Regions from separate parts of the Mus musculus genome. Here region 1 is linked to region 2. Evidence: chromatin contacts called from public HiChIP or PLAC-seq data. All regions are on one chromosome and are shown on one strand. Each heading gives the region's core, a stretch centred on a gene start, on an enhancer-like site or on the middle of the called end of the contact. The rest is flanking DNA. Distances are from core to core; before and after follow the strand shown.

Region 1 (3,918 bases), core at 170-2,669, 230 kb before region 2:
TTAAGTCAGTGTACCATTTTGGGTCTCAGCTTCAAGAATCGGAAGAAATCCATTGCTCTTTCCCCTCCTGGACTCCAGACTTAGTGCCAGTGTTACTCCCAATCTATCTGTCCCACTTCTGTTCTGACCTAAAACTGCCAGGTTCTCATGGAGAGTGAGAAAGGCCTTCAAAGGCCTTCCTCCTCCACCCAAGGGAAATGCCTCGTTTTCACTGCTGGAACAAAACCGGAGGAGCTGACTCAGGCACAGCAAACCGCTCCAAGGTTTAAGCATTTTTGTTTTTTTTTCTGGTTTTTCGAGACAGGGTTTTTCTGTAGAGCCCTGGATGTCTTGGAACTCACTTTGTAGACCAGGCTGGCCTCAAACTCAGAAATCCGCCTGCCTCTGCCTCCTGAGTGTTGGGATTAAAGGCGTGCGCCATCACACCCGGCTCGGTTTAAGCATTTCTAACAGTTCCCACCCCCTATCCATTATTAGTTGAGCTCCCAAATCACACAAGGATGAGCCTGTGAACCGACAAATTTGTTTACCCTTCTACTGTCCAGTCCCCTGCCTGTGACTGGACCAGAAAGACCAGTCTCAGGCGTGGCATCGCCAGTGCCTGGCAGAGTAGTAAAACAGGCAGTACTCACTGGGCTCAAAACTGCCAAGACCTCCACACCAATCTCAAAATGCCTCGCTGCCACCTACTGATCATTTAAATAAGACTGACAAACACTGAGCCCACCACTCCCGGAAGAGTTGTGATAGATGCATGTGAACTGCAGGATGCTATGGACACCTGGGCGTTGAAACTAATGGTCGGTCCACTCTTCCTTTCCAGATGCTGTCAGGGAGATGGGTTTAAGAGACTATGGCAACCAGGCATGACAACGCACATATTTAATCTCAGCTCGCAGGAGGCAATGGATCTCGGAGTTCGAGGCCTGATCTACAGAGAGTTTCAGAACAGCTAGGGCTACACAGAGAATCTGTCGCGAAAACCAAACCAAACCAAACAAAATCCCAGAGAGCGAGCGAGAGAGCTAGACAGACAGACACTATGGCAGGCAGCCACCATGGCCTGAGGGATGGTAATCGGGTCACCTGGTCAATGGGTCACAGGCCGTGGCGGGGATGCGGGTCCCAGAAGGCTGCAGGGTCTGGATCACTGCCCCAGATCCAGGATTCCTTTAACTTTGAGATACCTTCCTGCAGGTAGTGGGGCTGGGGTGACAGCCTCCATGAGTATTCATAGGCCCTAAGGAGCCTTCACGTGCAAAGGGCCGGCCAGCACCTAACCGCCTGCCCACAGGTCTAGCTTGCGGTGGTGTGTTCCCGACTCTGCGAATCTATCCGCAGCGTCCCAAGCCTTTTGCGTTACCTCTTGCGTCAGATCGGTGGCGGCGAGGGTGCCACCTCCCTAGGGCTGGCGAAGAAGGCGGGGCGGAGCTGTCGGTTGCTAAGGGAAACAGGACGAGCGGCAGGCGGAAGCCACATCTACGAGACGAGACGACGGCCGGAAGTCCCGCCCCAACATGGCCGCGCCCAGAGGTCTCAGGGGAAGCCAGCCAAGTACTGCGTCATGTGACGCGAGCCCTCGCCCCACCCGTCTGCAGCCACTCCCTGTCTCCGGACCCAGAGCTCGAGAGGGCCACGTGACCCTCCCGGGGCCAGTCACGTGAGGCGCGGATCCTGGGTGGGAGGGGGGTTGGCCTAGGTGGTCCGGAGCGGCAGCAAAGGAGGAAGATGGCGGGGTGCAGGGGGTCCGTGTGCTGCTGCTGCCGGTGGTGTTGCTGCTGCGGTGAACGGGAGAGCCGCACCCCCGAGGAGCTGGTGAGCGGCTGCCTGGCTGGGGAAGGGGTGGCTACGGAGGGATGACAGGATGACAAGAGGCGTTGCCGGGGGTGGGGCCGCGCCGGACCGCGCCTGCAGGTGGCAGCGGGTGGGGCCCGGAGACCGCTGCCTGGGCTCGGGAAGCATCCAGCTTACCTCCGCGTGCCCCAGCCAGAGTTCTGTTCTATAACCTCTCTCTGGACTCCGAGGGAGGGCCTCGGCCAGCTTGAATTAATGCCGTCCATATTCTCTTTGAGTTTTGAACGAAGCAAGCATTGTAGAATGAGCCCTTGCGCGGGACGTGACGCCCATGCCGTTGGTGTAGTTTCTCTGGCCTGTTCTTATTCTCTACCCTTCACTCTTTCTGGGTCACTGGTGATCCAGCTTCCCCGTGCAAAGCAAGCTGGGAAAACTTGAGTTGTGTTCTCAGAATTGATTCATTCCCCCCGATTCCGTAGTCAGTCTATTGTCAAATGAAACACGAATTTTCTCCTCCAACGAAGCTGCCATCAGACATCTTTCAGGTGTCCTGAAGGTGAGCATTACGATTTAAAGAATTCGCCGATCAATAGAAATGTAGAGCTCATGGTTTTGAAACATTGTTCCTCTTTGAAGATGGCTCTAGCTAATTTCGATTTTAATAATACTACCCTCCTTGTACCCTTAACCCATTAAAAGATCTCCATTCTGTGAATCTGTTTTTCTAGACCATCCTTGGGGAGACACAGGAAGAAGAGGATGAGATTCTTCCAAGGAAAGACTATGAGGTGAGGTGTTCCAGATGCTGTCCTGGGTAACTGGTGTAGTGAGAGGACTGAGTGCTTCAGGCCTCCAACCAGAGATGCTCTTTGACCCTCTGCCTCAGGGAATGGGGGAGATGACTGCCTAGCAAGTCCTTAACCTGGTCCCACAGTCTGGTGGTGATGCATTCCAGTTCTGCCTGGATATAGAGCGTGTTTGCCATTAAACCTTCCAGGGACCCAGGGTCGAAGCTCTTCCCTGTGAGTGCTCAAAACAGTCTCTCTCGTGAGCTGTGAGGAGACCTTGCCTCTCTCTCTTCTGCCCTATTCTGGATTATAGTTTCCAGTTTCAGATATGAAACTTTGAAGAGTGTGGGGCCACATGTTGTGGTTCCTTTTAGTTTGCCACTGGACTTGGGAGGCTGAGATGGGAAGAGCTCTTCTGGAGACTCACAAAGGCTGCTCCATCAATCCTATCCCAACCTCTTATTTTTTGAAAAAGATTTATTTATTTAATTAATGTATATGAGTATACTGTAGCTGTCTTCGGACACGGATTCCTATTACAGATGGTCATAAGCCACCATGTGGTTGCTGGGAGTTGAACTCAGGACCTCTGCAAGAGCAGTCAGTGCTCTTAACTGCTGAGCCATCTCTCCAGCCTCCCTATCCAACATTTTTGTTTCCCTATCCAACCTTTTGAGTAACTCTGTCACACCCATTTGTAGCTCGCTTGCCTTAGGCTGATAGAATGTTCATGTGAATTTTTTTTTTTTTTTAGATTTATTTATTTATTATATGTAAGTACACTGTAGCTGTCTTCAGACACTCCAGAAGAGGGCATCAGATTTCGTTACAGATGGTTGTGAGCCACCATGTGGTTGCTGGGATTTGAACTAGGGACCTTCAGAAGAGCAGTCGGCGCTCTTAACCACTGAGCCATCTCGACAGCCCCTCATGTGAATTTTTTTATGGATTAGTGATTTTACACTCAAATCTTTAATGTTTCCCATTTAGCCATCTCCACATACAAGTTTGTGGGAAGCTGTTTGTTTTATGCTGTTTTGTTTATTTATTTATTTTTTCTTTTTGAGACAGGGTTTCTCTGTGTATCCCTGGCTGTTCTGGAATTCACTCTGTAGACCAGGCTGGCCTCAAACTCAGAAATCCACCTGCCTCTGCCTCCCAAGAGCTAGGATTAAAAGTGTGTGCCACCACGCCCCAACTGTTTTATGTTCATAAGAGCAAATTCATTCAGACACTAATCAGGGAAGTCTGCTCAGCGTACATCTAAGGGCCAGCCCTCTGAGCAGCTTTTTGTATTTATTTGGGATGGGGGGGAGGGGGATGACATTTTTCTTTT
Region 2 (3,787 bases), core at 104-2,603:
GAGGTCAATGAGAATCCTGGAACTCATTACAATCATGAAAAGAGTTGACTTCCTAGCAAGAGTCTAATGAGACTTGGGTAAATCTCGAGTCTCCTTTCCCCAGCTTATACTGATATGCATGGGTGTCATAGAGTGTTACAGGGAACAATCAGGAAACCATTTATCAACAAACAGTGCAGTATGTATTGTAATTTTGTTCAAGTTTTCTTTCTTTCATCCTTTCTTTCTTTCTTTTCTTTCTTTCTTTCTTTCTTTCTTTCTTTCTTTCTTTCTTTCTTTCTTTCTTTCCTTCTTACTTCCTTACTTCCTTTCCTTACTTTTTTTTTTTTGACAAAGATCAAGACAGTTTTCCAAAGGAGTTTCTCTTTATTGTCTCACCCTTCAAGAAGTAAATAATATTGTGCCTTGACCTAACATCATTTTAATTCATCATTTTCTTTGATTGAGGCATCCACCTCCTCTACCTTTTCTTTAAGTCTGATAATCTGTCTCCCACAGGTTCTCTATGTATTATTTTTATTTGCCTTACTGCATTTTCTTTTCAGGATTTTTTTTTGGCATTTCTAAGCACTTATTGAAGTCAATTTTAATATTTTATATTGTCATTTCCTTCAGGAATCTGGTATTATTTTCTTGCCCATGATTTATTTCGTTTCTCTCTGAGTGAGTGGATTTACATGGTTTACAAACTTTAATGTCCTTGATCATGATTGTGGGTTTTCTATTCTTTGTCTTCGATATCAAATAAATTGTGCTCCTTATAGGATACCTATATGGTTTGCGGTTTGAGCCAAGGACATTTTATCTAAGTTATTGTTTGTTTTGGGTATCTGTTCTGAGCATCAGAATTCAAAGGGACTGCTTAATTGTGTGCATTTATAGCCCAGAGGAAAAGACTCACAATATGAGAAGTTAATATGCGTTGTATCTGAAGGGTTCAGAACCCAGGTGCAGTGTCCTACTACATCCAGTTCTGGTCTAGTCTGGCAGCAACCTTTTGAGGAAGCTGTGTAGAGTAGGTCCTGGGAAGTTTTGTGGAAGGCAGCCTGCAACAGAGTTGGAGGAGTGGTTCCTGCTGGGGAGGGTGGGCCTCCAGCCTGATTAGATGAGTTTAAGAAAAAGACAAATTAAAAGCAAAGGAACGAGCAAGCAAGCAAGCAAGCAAAAATTCAAAACACCAAACATTGCTGTGAAGAATTGGGAAGCTAATTAATTAAAAGGTCCCGAAGTAGGTAGGCTTAGAAGAATTGCAGGAAGCTGCTGAATATTGGGCGGGTCCAGAAGGCGGGGCTAGGCAGCATGAAGGGAAGTTCCGCGGTTTCATCTTTCTTCTTGCATCTCAGCTGCCTCGTGATCAGGAAGTTATGGAGGGAGACTAGCGCCTAGTATTTGCGGAACCTGAAAACTTTCTTAAGCAGCAGTTGTTGTGCTGGCCTCCTAGGACATTGAGCAGCTGGTCCTGTCACCTTCCAGGTCAGAGGAGCTGTTGGACTGGGGAACAGGCAGGAACTGGGCAGGCGTGTGGAGCAGGGGTGCATTTTCTGCCGCCATTCTCACAATTCAGTGTTTGCGGAACCTGAAAACTCCCTTAAGCTGCAGTTGCCCCTCCTAGGACATTGAGCAGCTGGTCCTGTCACCTTCCAAGTCAGAGGAGCTGTTGGACTGGGGAACGGGCAGGAGCTGGGCAGGGGCGTGGAGCAGGGGTGCATTTTCTGCCGCCCCTCTCACAATTCAGTGTTTGCGGAACCTGAAAACTTCTTTAAGCTGCAATTGCTGTGCTGGCCTCCTAGGACATTGAGCAGCTGGTCCTGTCACCTTCCAAGTCAGAGGAGCTGTTGGACTGGGAAATGGGCAGGAGCAAGGCAGGCATGTGGAGCAGGGGTGCATTTTCTGCCGCCACTCTCCCAATTCTGTTGTGGTATCTTACCATTATCAGGAAGTTTGAGATCCTGTGAATTGGGTTCATGGTGATGTTTTAATTAATTTTATGGGTGCCAGATTTTTTTTTTTTTAAATAACCCCGTAGATCCTTGGCCGTCTCTGGAGTTTGTGTATTGGGATGGTTGTCTTTGCAAAAGCCATAATAAAGCTCCTCAAATTCAAATTCATTCATGCTTTCTTAACTCCCTTGTTCCTCCATTTGCCATTTCGTTTCCCTTTCTCCAGGGAACTGGATAGGCATCCCTAGAGAGCTTTGTAGGTATTTGTCATATGGGGATCAGTGCAGATTTGATTGAATTCGAAAATATTCGTTATAAAGTACTGTTGAAAGACCCAAAAGGTGAGGACTCTCCCACGTTCTGACTCAGGAGAGGCAACACCCCAAATTACTGGAGAAACGGTTTTGATGCAAATTGCAAGAGGACTTTTATTTCAAGAGAGCTCTCAGGCCCACAGTCATAAACCATGCAATGCTAGAGGACTGTGGTATGCAGAGTAGCTGGGTAAGGGGGTATTTAAAGGAAGGAACCACAAGTCAAGGGGGTGGGGAGGGCGTTGTTGGAAAATACCAAAAATACCAGTTGAAAGTGGAAAGTCAAGACAGCTGTGTATGAGTCTCAATAACATTAGCACATTTGCATAGTGAGTTCCTGGAGTTGTCGGGGTGGGTCAAGGTGACTTTCTTTGAAAGCACAGCTTATAAGTGGGTGGATGGAGGAATGTTGCTATCTGCTTTATGATTAGCATACCTTGGGGGCATTGAGTCACAAGGATCTTATTTTTAAGCCTGACCCTAAAGGCTTACTTTTTGTTTTTATGTTTCAATTTTTAACTGTCTCCTGGCTGTAAATATTAATATTAACCTAGCAAAGTTATAGTCCCCGTTAGTTTAACACTGAGGTATATGTAGTCTTTGATGTAAATACAGCATTGAGAAATGAGTCTTCATAGGCTTAGTTATTAATATTACACCTTAGGTTTGAATAAAACATGAAGACAGGATTGCAGTAAGGTACAGCTGAGAAGAAGATATATAGTGGGTCTGTGCACCCTGAGTGTTGCCAGAGAAAAACTAATTGTACCACGTGGGCAAGTTTTATAAAATAATACATCCTGACCAAGAGATGGATTTGGTCACATGCTACAGGCAGTTTTATAGGCCACTGTAGTTTCCTATGAGGCTTTTATTATTTTTCTAAGACATGCAACCTGCAGCAATGCACGAAGATATCTGGATATCTGGGTCTTATGCTGGTGGTTGGGTTAGTTTTTGGCATTTCAGTCTGAGGGAGAAAGCATTTAGAGATATCTGGTTGGTTCCAAAATGTACCAAGCCATCAGGTGTGTGTGTGTGTGTGGGGGGGGGATTAAGGGTGAGATGGAGGATGGAGGGGCAGGCCAAGAGATAACCAGGAGCCAAGGAAACACCTACCCAACTATGACTTCATTGATAACAGGCACCCCAGCTAGCCATTCCTCCTGAATTTCTTTGAATCCTTTCAAGGTTCTGCCCAGCATGCTGTGAGAGAATGATTTCAGGCAAAGATATTTGATTTTATTTTATTATTATTTTTTAAAGACTTTATTTCTTATTATAGTAAGTACACTGTAGCTATCTTCAGACACACCAGAAGAGGGAGTCAGATCTTGTTACGGATGGTTGTGAGCCACCATGTGGTTGCTGGGATTTGAACCCTGGACCTTCGGAAGAACAGTCGGGTGCTCTTACCCACTGAGCCATCTCACCAGCCCCCAAAGATATTTTAATAAGTGGAAAACTTACTATGGATTAAGACAAAATTAGACAGCACCTTTGGAATGATTATGGTTGCTCACTTACATAAGA

What was found. HiChIP or PLAC-seq counts read pairs in DNA pulled down with a chosen protein or histone mark.
Region 1: an H3K27ac HiChIP or PLAC-seq map of microglia shows a contact between it and region 2, with 7 times the contacts expected there. The contact joins the promoter of Mthfr here to the promoter of Zfp984 in region 2. A contact is called at or near these places in 4 of 115 datasets of contacts at active chromatin or transcription factors (effector CD8 T cells, embryonic stem cells, memory CD8 T cells and 1 more) and 2 of 9 other capture datasets (adipose tissue and liver).

Annotation. Positions count from the first base shown.
Region 1 is chr4:148,036,578-148,040,495 of GRCm38.p6, reverse strand. It overlaps Mthfr (methylenetetrahydrofolate reductase), which reads right to left and starts at 1,419. Exons shown (of 12, transcript NM_010840.3): 1 at 1,364-1,419. Clcn6 (chloride channel, voltage-sensitive 6) reads left to right here and starts at 1,683. Exons shown (of 23, transcript NM_011929.3): 1 at 1,683-1,815; 2 at 2,523-2,582. The coding sequence starts at 1,729. RefSeq lists promoters at 1-1,078, 1,331-1,520, 1,331-1,969.
Region 2 is chr4:147,807,354-147,811,140 of GRCm38.p6, reverse strand. It overlaps Zfp984 (zinc finger protein 984), which reads left to right and starts at 1,353. Exons shown (of 6, transcript NM_001127189.3): 1 at 1,353-1,473.